Regions from separate parts of the Sus scrofa genome. Here region 2 is linked to region 1. Evidence: chromatin contacts called from public Hi-C data. All regions are on one chromosome and are shown on one strand. The core of a region is the stretch at or near the end of the contact, and the rest is flanking DNA. Distances in the headings are between cores, read along the strand shown. Region 1 overlaps PRICKLE2 (prickle-like protein 2). Region 2 overlaps LOC110256262 (a long non-coding RNA gene).

What was found. A called contact is a pair of places that touch in the nucleus more often than the background predicts.
Region 2: a contact with region 1 is called in a Hi-C map of skeletal muscle, with 4 times the contacts expected there. The contact joins two enhancer-like sites. A contact is called at or near these places in 16 of 47 Hi-C or Micro-C datasets (adipose tissue, alveolar macrophages, brain and 8 more) and 1 of 2 datasets of contacts at active chromatin or transcription factors (skeletal muscle).

Annotation. Positions count from the first base shown.
Region 1 is chr13:45,927,311-45,935,044 of Sscrofa11.1, forward strand. All of the region lies in intron 2 of PRICKLE2 (prickle-like protein 2), which reads right to left. Among named protein-coding and RNA genes, the nearest start is that of PRICKLE2, 37 kb to the right of the region's middle. Within about 2 kb of position 5,066, at least 12 of the 83 cell types and tissues checked have an H3K27ac peak or open chromatin away from gene starts, as enhancers often do. A contact at or near this core is called in adipose tissue, skeletal muscle and subcutaneous adipose tissue, where this site is marked.
Region 2 is chr13:45,985,813-45,993,546 of Sscrofa11.1, forward strand. The region is part of intron 1 of LOC110256262 (a long non-coding RNA gene); the gene reads right to left. Among named protein-coding and RNA genes, the nearest start is that of PRICKLE2, 21 kb to the left of the region's middle. Within about 2 kb of position 4,734, at least 8 of the 83 cell types and tissues checked have an H3K27ac peak or open chromatin away from gene starts, as enhancers often do. A contact at or near this core is called in adipose tissue, skeletal muscle and subcutaneous adipose tissue, where this site is marked.

The sequences.
Region 1 (7,734 bases), core at 3,816-6,315:
CACTTGTTCTCATCTTGGAGTATATTTCCCCTCATCTTTGACATGGTCACATGACTTGCTTTGGCCAATGGTACGTGAGTGGAAATGATACTGTGCCAGTTCCAAACTTCAGCCTTAAGAAGGCTTATGTTTTCCTACTTGCTCTGTTGTTCCTCTGCCCCTGTCATGAGCAGAGCATAGCCAGGGCTGGTCCCTGGTCCCAGGAAGAAGATAAAAGACAGAACGAGCAAAGCCACTCCAGTAAATCCACCAGTTCACGAGTAAAAAGAAAAATACTTAGTGTTGCATGTCACTGAGATACAGAAGCCATTTGTTACATACCCTTACTGGGGAAACTTCATCATTTTCCTACAGTGGAAGAAAATAACCTGACCCTATGTTAGGGCTGCATGGCAGAGGTGAAATTAGGCGCAGTATGGCCTTTAATCCCATTCCCACCCAGTTTCTAGCTAGGTCCTAGATGCCTTTCCTATTCCCTGGCAAGAAGAGAAAGTTGAGTCTTCTGCTCAAGCCAAGAAAAACTAATTATCTGCAACCCAGAGGGGTCACCATATTCGGCTCTTTCAGCTACTTAACTTCAATGGCTATGTGTCTTACTCAAATATTTGCAGATTATCTTTATAGAAGCTCCAACTTTAACAAATGCACTTGCAATTGTTCCAAATCTTTTACTGACTTGCGTCCCTTAGCAAACAGAGCACACAGCCGACAGTTTTAACTCTTTTGTGGAAAGGCAGAGCTTGGAACATAGGCTATGGAAATACATCTAAACCCTACAACTTCATAACTTTGGATTTTGCACCACTTAACCTCTCTGAGGCTCATCTGTAAAACCTCCTACTTCAGAGGGTTGCAGAGGTTTAATTAATCTATATAGAACATGGCTATGGATGGTGCATGAAAAATGCCTGATTTCTCTCACTGATGCCTTGGTCAGTAGAAACTTCAGCAAGACTATGGGAGGGCCACTTGGGGTCAGAAGCCAATAGCTCTGGGGTCAGAGAAAGAACTAGATTCGTGTCCTGGCTCTGTCACCCACCAGCTATGTCGAACAGGCCACTTCAAACTCTGAGCCTTGATTTCAGCACCTGAAAATGTTGATCAGAAAAAAACAAAAGGAAATAATCCAGGATGCTGGTATCATGAGATAGTATCTGCAGAAGGGTTTTAAAACACTGTAAAGAACCATGCAAATATTAACTATTCTTATTCATGGACAGAAGCATGGTAACAATAGGAGGGAGCACTCTTGTTTTAATGGCACTCAAGAAGTAGAACTTAACAAGGAACACTTAATAATTAAACACTATTGAAGACTATTGATGAAAAACTTAAATTAGATCCGTTTCTTGAGAAATAGCCAATCAAAAATGAACGTGTGATTTAGGGGGCTTTCAAAGAGTGTAGAAAACCATAGAGTTCTATTAGCTCCAATATTATGATTAATGTTCCTTTTTGTCTGAGGAGATTATTATGCTCATGAAACCATATTCCAGAACACAGAAGACTGACTGCAGTTTTCAAAGCTTCCATATTTTGTGGGTCACAGAATGGATGAACAGAGCCACACAGGGAAGCTTGCTTAGTAAATCCACATTTTGAAACAAGAGTGAGGGGAGAAAAATGAGGCCAACTATGTGGAGCTTTTATGTGGCTTATATTCGAACCTGACTTTGGTTCACATGGTGCACTATATTAAACATATGGGTCATCTTTCCTAAAAAATGTTCAGCTTTATTATTTTTTGCATAGTTCCCAGCTGATACTGCAGCCTCTCCAACTGGGCAATGACAGAGGTGGGATTCCAAAGCATCTTTACAGCCTGGGCTCTGGAGTCCTTGTGCAGGAACTGGGCCCTGGGATGAATGTCACAATTAGTTCCATGTGTGAGGAAGGGGGAGCTGTTTGGCATATCTGCATTGTTCCTACAAGATTTCTCGTTCTTTTCATTGTCACAGAGTTTTAAATTGAACTTTTGTGTCCCTGCTATGGGCCTCAGATTCCCAAGGATAAATGAAGGGGCTGGAAACAAAATAACGTTGATACATGGGGTCTATCAGGACCCTGTTAATAAACTGCCTAAAATCAGAAGATTCATCTGAATATGGTCACAGGAGACTTTATCGGGAGAAAAAAAAAAGCCAACACCGAATGAACACACATCTTTGCCTATTGGTAAGAGTGGTCTGATTTAGTTAGGCTAAGAGACTAACCACTACCACCACCACCACCACCACCACCCCCATAAAAAGGAAAAAAATTAAGCCAGACATTTGCAATCAAGTATTCTTATTACAGGGGAGTTGAGGGAGCTTTCTCTGCTAGCATGGACCCAAGTTCTAGAGTAGAAATCAGCTGCTGATCTGAAAGCTAATCATAGTTTTCAGCTACTGCCAGGCACTGTGTTAAAGGCTTTACACATACTATACATCATTTAAATGGTCACAGTACCCTCCTGCAAGAAATATTATGAACCTCTTCAGGCTGAGAGGGAAATGAGAGCGTCACAAGCATTAGCATTTGCTCACAAATCTAGGTGTTGGAAGTGCCAGGGGGTGCACCTTGTCCTGTCTCAATTCAAAACTGCCCCCAAACAACATCCAGCAAGAGCTTTCGAACACTGGTTTTCTGATATTCTGGAATCAGATTGTCTTCAGCTAAAAATCAATATTTGCTAAAGGCAGGCTTTAAAAAGAAAGGTCTCACATATCCCCTCACCCCCCTAGTACCCCCCACCTGCCAATCTCCATAGATCAGGGCTTAGTTTGAGAGCCAGAACAAGTTAGGCAACACACATTCACACAATTATCAGTTATGAATTATCTATTGCAAAACAGAAGCCTTATATTTATAACTAGTAAAATAATTTTTAGATAAATATGAAAAAAAAGTTCAAAATTTTCAGTGTTTATAGACCTTACTTTGCAAACCTCCACATTAGACCTAGATTCCAGCCTTGGCTCTGACACTAAATATGTTTGCTTAAGAAGTTTCCTGTAAATCAGTTTTCTTAACTGAATGTACCAGATACTCTCCAAGAGTCTTCCGAAGTCTAAGATTCTGTAAGTCAAACAGGAAAGGTCGTTAACTCTAAGATAAAGTAAGTAAAATTTGTTTCTCAAGAACTGAGCAATTGGAGGAGTTCTTGTTGTGGCTTAGCAGTACCAAATCCAACTAGTATCCATGAGGATGCAGGTTTGATCCCTGGCCTTGCTCATTGGGTTAGGGATCTGGCATTGCCATGAGTTATGGTGTAGGTCTCAGATGTGGCTTGGATCCTGCGTTGCTGTGGATGTGGTGTAGGCTGGACGCTGCAGCTACAATTCAACCCCTAGCCTGGAAACTTCCAAATGCCGCAGGTACGACCCTAGAACGAAAAAAAATAAATCAAAAAAACAAAAAGAGGAGTTCCCATTGTGGCTCAGTGGTTAACAAATCCGACTAGGAACCATGAGGTTGCGGGTTTGATCCCTGGCCTTGCTCAGTGGGTTAAGGATCTGGCGTTGCCGTGAACTGTGGTGTAGGTCACAGACGTGGCTCGGATCCCGCGTTGCTGTGGCTCTGGCATAGGCCGGTGGCTACAGCTCCGATTTGACCCCTAGCCTGGGAACCTCCACATGCCGCAGGAGTGGCCTTAGAAATGGCAAAAAGACAAAAAGACAAAAAAAAAAAAAAAAAAAGAAAAAAAAGAATTGAGCTATCAGGTCTTTGAAGAAGAGAAATCTTGCTTCTAAAAATTTCTCAAAGTATGCTTGAAAGATGAACATATACAGGAAAAACTTTCAGTGAGCCAAACTATAGTCTCAGAGAGCAGAGTGGCACTTGCTATTTAACAACTAATGACTTCTGAATAGGAGAAACACGGTAATAGGCAGCTTTGGGCAGTAGGTCTCTGAAGCATGGGCACCAGCGTCTTAGGTGGTAACCAGCCAATCTCGGCACCTGAGAGGCCACAGCACACTAGCGGGGCAAGCTGACCAATGCTTCACTCTGGGGACTGTTTTGAGAGAAAAGGTGGTTTTCAGGCTAGCCCATCTTGAGAGCAAGCCAGAAACTCAAGGCACTGTCACCATCCTAGGCCTCCAATGTGATGACACGCCATTCACTTCATGGCAAACTGAAGACGTTGACAACATTTCAACATGCCCCCTCCCAATGTGATTTGGTTAAAAAGATTCAAATGTCTCAAGGTCATCCTTAGACCTGCTATATAGCAGAAAGACCTCTACCCAGTATTCTGTGGTCGTCTATGTGGGAAAAGAATCTGAGCGAGAATAGATATATGTATGACTGGGTCACTTTGCTATACAGCAGAAATTATCACAACCTTATAAATTAACTATATTTCAATAAAACTTTTTAAAAGAAAAAAGAGAAAAAGATTGTCCTTATACAAGTTTAATAAGAGACGAGACCTAACATTGATGGCACATCTGCTAAGCACACTGCATAGATTGTCCTGTTTCATTTTCACAAGTGTACTCTCATCAGGGCCGTGAATATCAACATGAAAACTCTTCAAGGCCAGGCCAAGTTCTTGGACCAGGGTCAATCTTGCAAATTGCTGCATCACCAATCTAATCAACAGCCAGGTCCTGAGCGCCTTGTCTGCAAACACAAACCTCAAAGTACAACAATGGACCCTAAGCCCAGCCCGACAAATAGTCATTATTTCTTGTTATACAGTAGGTTCCGGAGGTAAAAGGATGCCGCTCTTTTCAGATAAGATGTTGCCTAAAGGAAATCTCCTCAGTGTTCCATCAGACATGCAGAGATCTTGGGGAAGTTGTTTTATTATCTGTGGTGACCCAGGAAAGCTGGGAACATAAAAGCTGCCAGCAGCTGGTTTAACTTCAGCCATGCATTTCTCAACATGGTTCCCCCATGTTTTTGAAATGACAATGTACGTAACGACCTTGCCTGAACTTCATATTTCCTTTCTCAGCTCTCCTCCTGAATCTCTTCCAGTGGCCTGGCCAAATTCCAAAAGCAAACACTATCCTCATATGTTCCAGTCTCCTGATTAACTTGTACAGCAGTCACTTCTGATTCACTGTCATGCCTTCATTTTGTGAAAATCAGTTCATCAGGACAAACAGTGACCAGCCCATTTCTGGCCTGCGCCTCCACTGCCCCCCTCCCTGCAAAAAAAGAGGCACTGGATTAGAGATTCAGGCCAAAATATGCCCCGATTTTTACGAAAGCAACTCTCCAGAGGGGAAGTGTGTGTTTCTGGAAGCATTTCGAGCCTCTCTCTGAAGTGACAAAGAGATGGCTTGTTACCAAAAGCCCGTGAGAATGTAATGGAAAAGACACTGATAAAAATCATGTTCAAGTGTCTGAGAAAGACAAAAAAAAAAAAAGCCAAACTATTTGCTCCTAATCACTCTCAGAGAAGCTCTACTAGGTCCTATCATGCTTCCTTGGGAGGAAACAAGCAAGAGGAAGAAAAACCAGAAATCTCATGTCCTAAATCAACAACATTCCACTTGAGCATTTCTAGCTTATGAACAAGTGAATGTATCCTAGTGGCTCCATCTTTTCTTCCTCATCCCAATTAGGCCATCCTTTGATGCTCAAGCTATGATAAATGTACACGGAAGTGAAAAGAAGGCTCTTCTCCACATGGGTTTTGACAAAAAGAACACCACCACAATGTGAGCCCTCATTTCTAGCCAACCAATGAAGAGAGCAGAGTGGAATATAGGAACGAGAGCTATTTTCAAGGTTTCCCATGGTTACAGCTGCTATGGAAATCATTTTCTTCTCTGGGGTTTTCAGATATGTGAGCCCAGCCTTCACTCATGGTTTAAAGAAGGACAACAAAGGGAGAACACGAACAGAAATTGCTTCTGTTATTTAAAGTTTTAAAAGCTTCCAAATTAGGTAGGGTGGATGAAAGATGGGTGCTGGCACTGATGGTTGTGATAACCTCAAAGGACTCCGCCAGAGTTGCCTGACATGGAACAAGATCAATCCCTAGGGTCTGGAAAGAAACCTGTGCTTGCTGGACCTGCACATATACAGATTGCTCTTTTAAAGCACAAATCCAATCTTAACTTCTCTGTGTAAAATTATTCAATGGCCTCCCACTACTCATGATAAAATCCTCGATTCTCATGAAGGTCTGGTCCAGGCATTCTTCCTTCCACTTCATCAGTCTCTGCCTTGTCTCCTGCACATCAGCTGTACTGGTTTTCTATCCATCAAATATGTCACATTCCTTCCTGCCTCAGGGCTTTTGCACATGCAGTTCTCTCTGCCCAGGATGCTCTCACCCCCTCACCCACCTATCACTTAGTTATCTTTCAGACTAAATGATAAAATGTCTCTTACTCCAGTCCCTGAAGCTTGGACAGGCCATCCTATCCTTCTCTGTAGAGCACTTGCTGCAATTAAATCTATAATTTGATGCTTCATGAGCACAAAGAAGTAGAGTAGAAGTTTCATGAGGGCAGGGTATGCTTTACCCTGCTGTACATGGGCCTGGGTTCAGTGCCCTACACATGGTTAGCACTCAATATTTAATGGATAAATGATTTAACGGAATGTTACAGGCAGATTCTAATTGTGTCTACCCAATATCAAGGCATAGTATTTTTCTAAGGTCCAAATATCCCATCTTTAGCAGATTTACAGGAGTTTCCTAATTATGGACAGGAAATATTATGTATCAACTGTACCTCAATAAGCTAGAAAAAATATGGACTGGAGTTAACATCTTAGACGGGGCTTAGGTTTTGAGGTCAGCAAACAAAGTCAGATCAAAGAGAATAGGGTTTCTCAACTGGGGGTGATCTGCCCCCAGGGCACATGTGACAATGCCCAATGATATTCTGGGTTGTTACAATGAGTATCTGACAGGCAGAGGTCAGGGATTGCTGCTAAATATCCTACAAGGCAGAAGACAGCTCGCCACAAAAAAATAATCATTCAGTTCAAAATATCAGTGGTACCGAGGTTAAGATAAAGTGATACAGAGTACAATTACTCTTCCTAACACATTTGAGAAAGGTGCTATCATGGAAAATGGTAACCATCTCTCCTGGTTTATCCCAGCCAACCACTTTTCCTCCAGTGTTGACAGAGAATGCTGCTGCTTCATTTGAGGGCCTGAGAAAGTTACGGGCTTGCACCAAAGCACCATAGTGCATTAAAAAGTGGTCTCTTTAAATACTACCATCTCACTCACATGGCAAAAAGCCCACCATGGGAGGCACTTAGAAGCTGGAACCAACAAGAACCAGGAGATTCATGTCCTTCCTCTTCAGTTCATGCTGGGATTAGGCACCATGTATAGAATGACAAGCAAACTGTCCATACATCTAAATTCCTTCTCTTTCACTCTGTCTTTCCCACAAAGATATGTTGGTCCAACAGAAACTCACCTGCCACAGTTCTGCCAAAAGGGTGAGGCTTATGCCACAGCCACGACAACAATGGACCGGAGCCACATCTGTAACCTCTATATAGCACAGCTTGCAGCCATACCAGGTCCTTCACCAACTGAGCCACAATGGAAACTCCAGGATGGCAATGAATCTTGTTCAACAACCACAATTCCTAACTTCCCATGTAAGAAGTGATGGTCATGTGATGTGCACAGAAGTCATGGGTGGACCTTCCATGAAAGGAGGCTACTTCATTTGAAATAACACTTTTCCTCCTCCCCTCCCCTGTCTTCCTCCCTTGAATATGGTCATTGTTCAGGGTGGGGATTGGGGGGCGGGGCAA
Region 2 (7,734 bases), core at 3,484-5,983, 58 kb after region 1:
GTTTGTGGTACTTTCTTAGGGCAGCTCTAGCAAACACACACAGCTTCCTAACTCTTCTTAAGAGAAATTCTATTAAAACAATTTTTTTCCTACCAAAAAACCCAACTATTTTTTTACTTATAAAAATAACAGTGAGTTCTTGTCATGGCTCAGAGGAATCAAATCTGACTAGTATTCATGAGGACGCAGGTTCGATCCCTGGCCTTGCTCAGTGGGTTAAGTATCCAGTGTTGCTGTGAGCTTCGGTGTAGGTCACAGATGCAGCTCAGATCCCGTGTTGCTGTGGCTGTCGTAGGCTGGCAGCCATAGCTCCGATCCAACGCCTAGCCTGGGAACCTCCATATGCCTCGGGTGCAGCCCTAAAAAGACAAAAAACAAAGCAAAAATTGCCCCCACCATGGCCTTTTATTCCAGTGGAGTTATATCCACAGAATAGGCAGCTGTAGATGCAGAGAAACGGGACTGCTATGAAGGCTTAGGACTCAGGAGCTGAGTCATCTTCAGCATGACCTTGACGTTTGTGGGCCTCAGCATAACCTCATATTTGAATAACGGTAAAGAGTCCTGTCATTAGTAATACCCACCTTTGGGAGGATTTTGAGCCTTCAGAGGCAGTGGTTGAACCCTATTAGCCCAGGGCCTGGGCAAGCTGATCTCCACCCTGTCAGATAAAGTGGGTTGTGAGCAACCATACACCTTTTAAAAAGAGAACTTAGTGCTCAGAGCTTTTTGCTTGAGGGCAAACTTGCTTTGCCCGCGGAATGTTTTTTAGAACTTCAAATTAGTTGTCAATATTTTTAAAATTAGGAGATGCTACACGAGCTCTGAATTTCTGGCTTTCTGGTTGGGTTCTGACGGAGACACCAAGCACTGCCCAGATGCCCAGCTCATTCAGGTCTCTGGCCACAGAGCTCATCTGTGTCACCTGAAGGCTCTGTAGCATTGAATTTGTAAACCTAACCCTTAATGTAGAAACTAATTTTCTTTCTTTTTTTTTGGTTTTTTTTTTTTTTTTTTTTTTTTGGTCTTTTTAGAGCCGCACCTGCAGCATATGAAAGTTCCTAGGCTAGAGGTCAGACTGGAGCTACAGCTGCTGGTCTATACCTCAGCCATAGCAAGGCCAGATCTGAGCCACGTCTGTGACCTACATGGCAGCTCACAGTAACACTGGTTCCTAAACCCACTGAGCAAAGCCAGGGATCACACCCACATCCTTATGGATACTAGTCGGGTTCTTAACCCACTGAGCCACAACAGGAACTCCTGTAGAAACTAATTTTTATAAATAAAATACTCACACATATGTATACATATGCACAGAAATATGTGGGTGTGTGTGTCTAAGGCTCATGCCTCATGACTTCATTGTTTTCACACCTTTTCCTTTTTAAAAAATCCACTGTGACTCAGAACACCTACTTTTGATTCAACACATTGAAATCTAAAAACTCTATCACCCCATACGTCCTAGAAATGTAAGTGAAATGTTACAGTTCCCCTAATCTGACCTCTTATTTTATACATGTGATCACAGAGCTAGTGTAGAGCCAACAATTTAGCTTCAGAAGAGGCATCAGAAATTATTCGGTCTTCATAGACCCTTACTTTGCTAGAAACCTCATTTAGGAAAGGTTTTTGTTATCTGATTCAGTTTTTATAAGAAATAAAAGAGAAAGAATCAAAGAAACTCAAACATTTAATTAGTCATGTTAATTTTCTTTCTTTTCCTCCCCCAAATCCCCAAGTATCACAAAAATGCTCCTAGATACTCCAAAAACAGGTTTACCTCCCCCTAGCCCTGAGAACCTCTGTGCTGTCTTGTATTAGTTGCTAGGTAACTGAAGAAGATTTATGCACATCTATTGTTAATTTTGAAGACAATTTTCAGCTCTGCCATAAACAGCGCGAGAAGCAGACACCACACTTGCTTAAGAGAAACTCCTCTCACCTTCTCTAAGCCACTGCATTCCAGAGCACATCTACAAGGTCCAAAATATTCTGGTAAATCTCCAGCTGTCTGCAAAAGTGGTTCAGCAAATCTGAGACGGGTGGGCCCATCTCCAGTGCCCTCTTGTGCCAGACCCATTGGAAGTTTTATTTAAAGACCATAACCATTGTCTGCCCTCTTCGTTAGCCCGCGTGAAATCTAATCTTGTGCTTAGATTCCCTCGCCTCCTTCAACCCTGTTCTTCCCTGCAGCACCATAACTTCATCTTGGAATGGAAAACTTTGTATTGCAGAAGCATCTGCAAAATTATTCTCAAGCCAATGGTTTCATTACCTTCTTAAAGACTCTTGTTAAGCACAAGTACAATTTATACTGGTTTGGGTCACAGGTATGGCTTTTATTGGTAAAGGGATGAGGGGACTCAGCTTATGCGATGGCCCCCCGAACCAAAGTTTTATAGAGAGATCATCGTTATAATGATCCTGTGTATTTGGGAAGCAGTTCATGTTTTACTAGAAACTTCCCTGGACATCCTACCAGTTGATTCTCACCAAAATGCCACCAGAGGCAGGGTCCCTGGCATTGCCACTCCTGGCTTAGATGACTTGCAGGGTTCAACAGTCAGCCAACTGATGATCCAGCTTTGTTGTATACTAATTTATCTGCCTCATAGGCGCCAAAGAGGTGTCTCCAAAACAGAAAACTCAAGTTCCCATTGGGGCTCAGCAGTAATGAACCCAGCTGGTATCCATGAGGACAGGAGTTTTATTTCTGGCTTCACTCAGTGGGTTAAGAATCTGGCATTGCCATGAACTGTGGTATAGGTTGCACATGCAGCTTGGATCTGGCGTGGCTATGGTGTACGCCGGCAGCTGCAGCTCTGATTTGACCCCTAACCTGGGAACTTCCATATGCCACAGGTATGGTACGGCCCTAAAAAGACAAAAAACCAAAACTAAAACAAAACAAAACGAAAAAAAAACAGAGACAAGAATATGCCAATTAATTGAAACCAGCTAGTGACATTTCATCACTTACAGGATCCAAGTTCACATTCCTTAGCATGGAAGCTGAGGGCTTCCATCCCTGCTGGCTACCTCTTCATCATTTCCCATCAGGTTCGCTTCAGGTTTTGCATCCCACCAGCACTGCCTTCAGTCCAGTGCTCTGTATGTCCCACCATTTCTTGCCCTGGGGGCTTTGGTCATACTGTTTATTCTGCTTCCAAATCACACATTCCCACCATTAAATTCTTGCAGTCTCTCCATTGGGAAGCTTTCTCTGACACCCCTTCCCCACTTCACCCCTGCTGAGCTAGATGCCCCTCCTCTGGGCTCCCAGAATACTCAATGTATAGCTCTGTCAGCACATCTGTGGAATTGTTCTATCATGCTTTGCTCATCTGTCTGTCTCCCTCACTACCTGCTTGAGTTTTTTTCAAGGCAGTGTCTATATATTCTCTCCCTCCTTTTGATATGCCCCAGAACACACTACTCAGCCCATCTTGATCCCCAGTTTGCGGAAGGGAAGGCACAGAGAAAACAGAGAAAGCAATTGTAACAGGGAGGCCGGTACCACCATCAGCCTGAATCACAGAGAAGGCAACCCTGGCTCTGAAACCCCAGGCAACGCGTTATCAAATGGAAGATCTGGAATGTGAACAGGAAGAAGGATCCTTAGAGATAACCCAAACTATCCTTTAATATAGTGGAAAGAGCTCCTGCTTGCATACTTCCAAGGATGGGGCACTCACTGCCTCCCCCGGCTGCTATTCCCTTTGTTGATCAGCTAGCCTGTGAGACCGTTTTTCCCTTGGGTGATGCTGAAACCAGTTTCCCCATGATGTGCATCAGCCAGATTCTGCTTTTGTCTTCTGCTCTTAGACATTTCCTCTTGGCAGACAGAAACCTCAGACTTCCCGCTGCATGGATGAGACACCCTCGAGTTGTTCCTGCCTCCCTCGATCATCATCAAAAATGCAAAATTACCAGATTCCTGGCCTGAACACAGGCGCTTTCCATGCACTTTCTAACCCAAACCTCCCTGAGACGCAGTTGAAAACCCCGTCCAAGATCACACAGCTAGAAAGTCACAGATCATGCCTAGACCCCAAGGGATCCATTTCACATTCATGGATTTAACTACCTCACTCTCGCCTGTCTGAGTGCTTCAGCCATTGACAGTGAAAAGCTAAGCTGATTAAAGGTACAGAATTTGCACACCCTCTCTTCCCCACCCTTTCCTCTAATAGAGCTTTATGGGGATATCTCTCCTCTGAGCTTTGTTTTTAAAGATAAATTTATTTCTTATCGTTCCTCCTTCCCCAGCCCCATCTGAGGAAAAAGATGTCTGGGTTGCTGGCTCTGCAAATGTCCTGTGATTCACTGGTGCTGCACCAAGATGAGCCAACTCATTAGTTTCAAAGTCTCAAATTAATCTTACATTACTGTTCCTGAAGGTGAAAGGTCATTTTTTATCTTCTTAGCTGTATCCACCCGCTCTGGGAAGAAATTGGATCTTTCTGCAGGCAGAGACCCCACCCCTAATGGACCAGCTGTTGATGTTTCTCTTCTTTGTCCTGAGCGAGACTACATAGAGAGCCAGGATTGCTTGAAAAACCCAGAGGTGGTTGTTTTTAAAGCAGGAGGGTTTTGCAAATTGTAGGGCAGAGAAATGAGGAAGAGGCTGGCAACGGGAGTGTTGAAAAAAGCTAGAGACTGACACAGAAGACTCTGCCAGAAGGAAGCCTGTGGCAACTGGAAGGAAAGTCCCTTCTCCCAACTCCAGCTTTGCAGCTCCCTCCTCCGGCGCCTCCTAGTGGCAGAACATAGCATGGCACCAGCTGGCTGGCAGAAATGGCAGTTCTAGCGACCATATCACCAAACTGCAGAGACTTTGAAGCTTCAAGACAACAGTTTAATAACCGGCACCAGCCATCATACCTACAGCAAACTCTGTTATGAATTTGATTGGGCTTGGGGGCGGGAGGGGCAGGGGTGGAGGTCCTGGTAGGGTGGGAGTGCTTCATGGAATGGTCCTAGCTCAATCCTGATAACCTCCCAAATCACAAGGGGCACTGCCCCTCCAGAATGAGACATGGTTCCCAGGTTGGGCTGTCTCAGTTACAGTGAAATTCCTCCTGGATAGCCCTAACTGGATCAAAGCTGCATTGAGGAGGGGAAGAAAGCTGCATTGAACGCTGCCTGCTTGTGTTCACAAGAGCTATTGTCTTACCCTTAACCTTGTAATCAGAGCGAATGCATGGACCAGTGTTTGCTTTCCCCGACCTGGACCTTCTTCTAAACATTTTCTCCCAAACATTTTCTCCCAACCCCATGGGGAAGTTTGGTATTGAAAGGAGGGTTGAAGGGGGTGGAGTGCAGCTCGAGGAGTAATGGGAGTAGAGAAAGCATAGCCTTCCCTTTACATAGTGAAGTGCATCTCCATGATAGAAGCCTTGGAGAAAGCATGGACTGTCCTGTAGCTTTGGGGTAGGATACCATCTGAAGGAGACAGAAATTAGGTTTTTTTATTTTCCAGTGTATTAGGCATCAAAAATACCCCAGGAATATCTTGGAGCCAAACGCCATTCCTTAAAGATAGCAGAACTAAAGAGAGCAGGGAAAAGGTCAAGGTAGAAGGTGAGATTTTGAGGAAGGAAGCAAACCATAACCACTAGAGTTTTTAATTCATCTTAATTTTAACTGATATTTAGCAAGAATTGAATGACCCCATGAAACCAGGCCATGGTGGTAATATTTATTGCATGTCATGCTTCCAATTTGGTTTAATTCTCCCTCAAAGACAGAGAGGCAGCAGGGCATGAACCCGCTAGAGATTAGAGCCCCATGAGTGCAATTGAGGAGCAGGGCTGGCAAGAAAGAATGGCTCTAAATCAGGTCCAGGTGTGGAAGCAGCAATTATTCCAGCTACTGCTTTTTACCTCCAGTTAAGCTGGCATCATGGGGAAGGAGGGCAAGTTGCCAAGTAGTAGCCTGCCCATGGTCTGAAGCCATTTTCCCCATTCCAGCCTGGAAGGGGACAGAAGTGAGGAACGAGATCATATCAACCTGGGTGGCTCACCAAATGCTGTGTCCTGGGTCTCCATCCCCTGGCCAACTGATTTTTTAGTTTGAGTTGACTTTCACCCTACACAGACAGGTGTAGACATGAATAAGGCTGGTTCCTGGCTTAATATGGAGCAATGGACACAGGTTTCTACAGACCCTTCAGGGATGGGGTATTGAGAGTCAGTAACTCTGTTTGCCCAGCATCCTTTCTACCTTCTTCTGGCCACAGTAGCATGATTTTCTCATGGTGGACCACCACTTCTTCACTTTCAGCAAATTAAATCTTGGTTCTAGATTCTTCTTTTTCCAACTTTACCCAGCACTAGGATTAGACATAATTCTGGCCAACTGAAATCAACCCTCAGATTTTTTTTAGATTTTTGCTGGAACCCTCAGGAAGGAAAATGTTTCTTCTGGGGGCAGTTGCTGGGAGAATAGCTTTTGCATCCCTCAGCTATGGTTACAAATCTGCATCACAGACCCTCTCATGGCCCAGGTGTCCCGGGTAGCACAACAGTAAGTGTTGATTGTCACACTGACAGGTCTGCAGGTTGGCTGGCATGCTTCCACTTCCAGCTCATGTCTGTGGTCAGTGAGCCAGCTCTGCCCTAAAAGTCTTATTTTTCCTTCCAGGACCCTCTGGCTAACTGGGGCATGTTCTCATGGTGGTTCCAGAAGAACAAGAGAAAGGCAAATGAAAGCAGGCAGTTTTTTTTAAGGGTGAGACTTGGAACTGATGCACTGTCATTTCCAAGCATATTCTTTTGGCCAAAAGAGATCATATAGTTACACCCAACATCAGGAGTGGGTGCAAAGTCAGTGGCATGTAGGAAGGGTGCTAGATTGGGAAACTTCTTGCCATCAATCCCACAGCATAAGCTGCCTTCCCTGGTGGCCACTTTACCACATGATGGGACAAGCTCATCTGCGTGAAGCCACCAGAAAATAGAGCAAAGCAAGAGTTGGAAACTTGGATGTGATAATATCACTAGAGTCCCTGAATCCTGTTGTGTCCTAACTTTTCAACTATTTCATTGTTTAAGTCTGTTTCAATTGAGTTTCTATCATTTGCAATAATAAGACTGATGGATCTGTATTGCTCAGGATGCTCGGGAAGTACAGTGGCAAGTCTGAGAGGAGTGGCTGGATCCAAAGGGAAGTCAAGAGAGAGAAAATGGGTTCTGGAAGCTGAGCCCAGAACAGCTGCCAGAGGCCATTGGGCTTGGATGGCAGAGCCTTGCAAGGCACCCACAGGTGGCCAGTGAGCATGCTGGAGGTTACTGGCCTTAGCTTGCTTGGGACCAGAGATCTACATGGGCTCTTGTTTCTACAGCATTCAACAGAAACAGAGGAAGCCTATCAGAGGAGGCCCTGCAGATTCGAGCTGCACTTCCCACCCCCAAGGAAAGAAAGGCTTCTATTCTGGCAAAATGCCCCTGGGATTTCCAAGGTTGTAGGTACTAGACCAAGTCCTTGAACGTGTGATTCTAGAAAAGGAACCAAAGATTGGAGAGAAGCAAGTGAGGCTTCTGGCCTAAGAGGAAGGCCCACAAGGACACCAACATCTGAGTAGCTTTGGAAACCACATTAACTAGAGCTGCTGCAATTTTTTTTTTTTTTTGGCCTTACCTGTGGCATGTGTCAGTTCCCAGGTCAGGGTTTGATCCCATGCCACAGCAGTAATAATGCTGGATCCTTAACCCACTGAGTGACTAG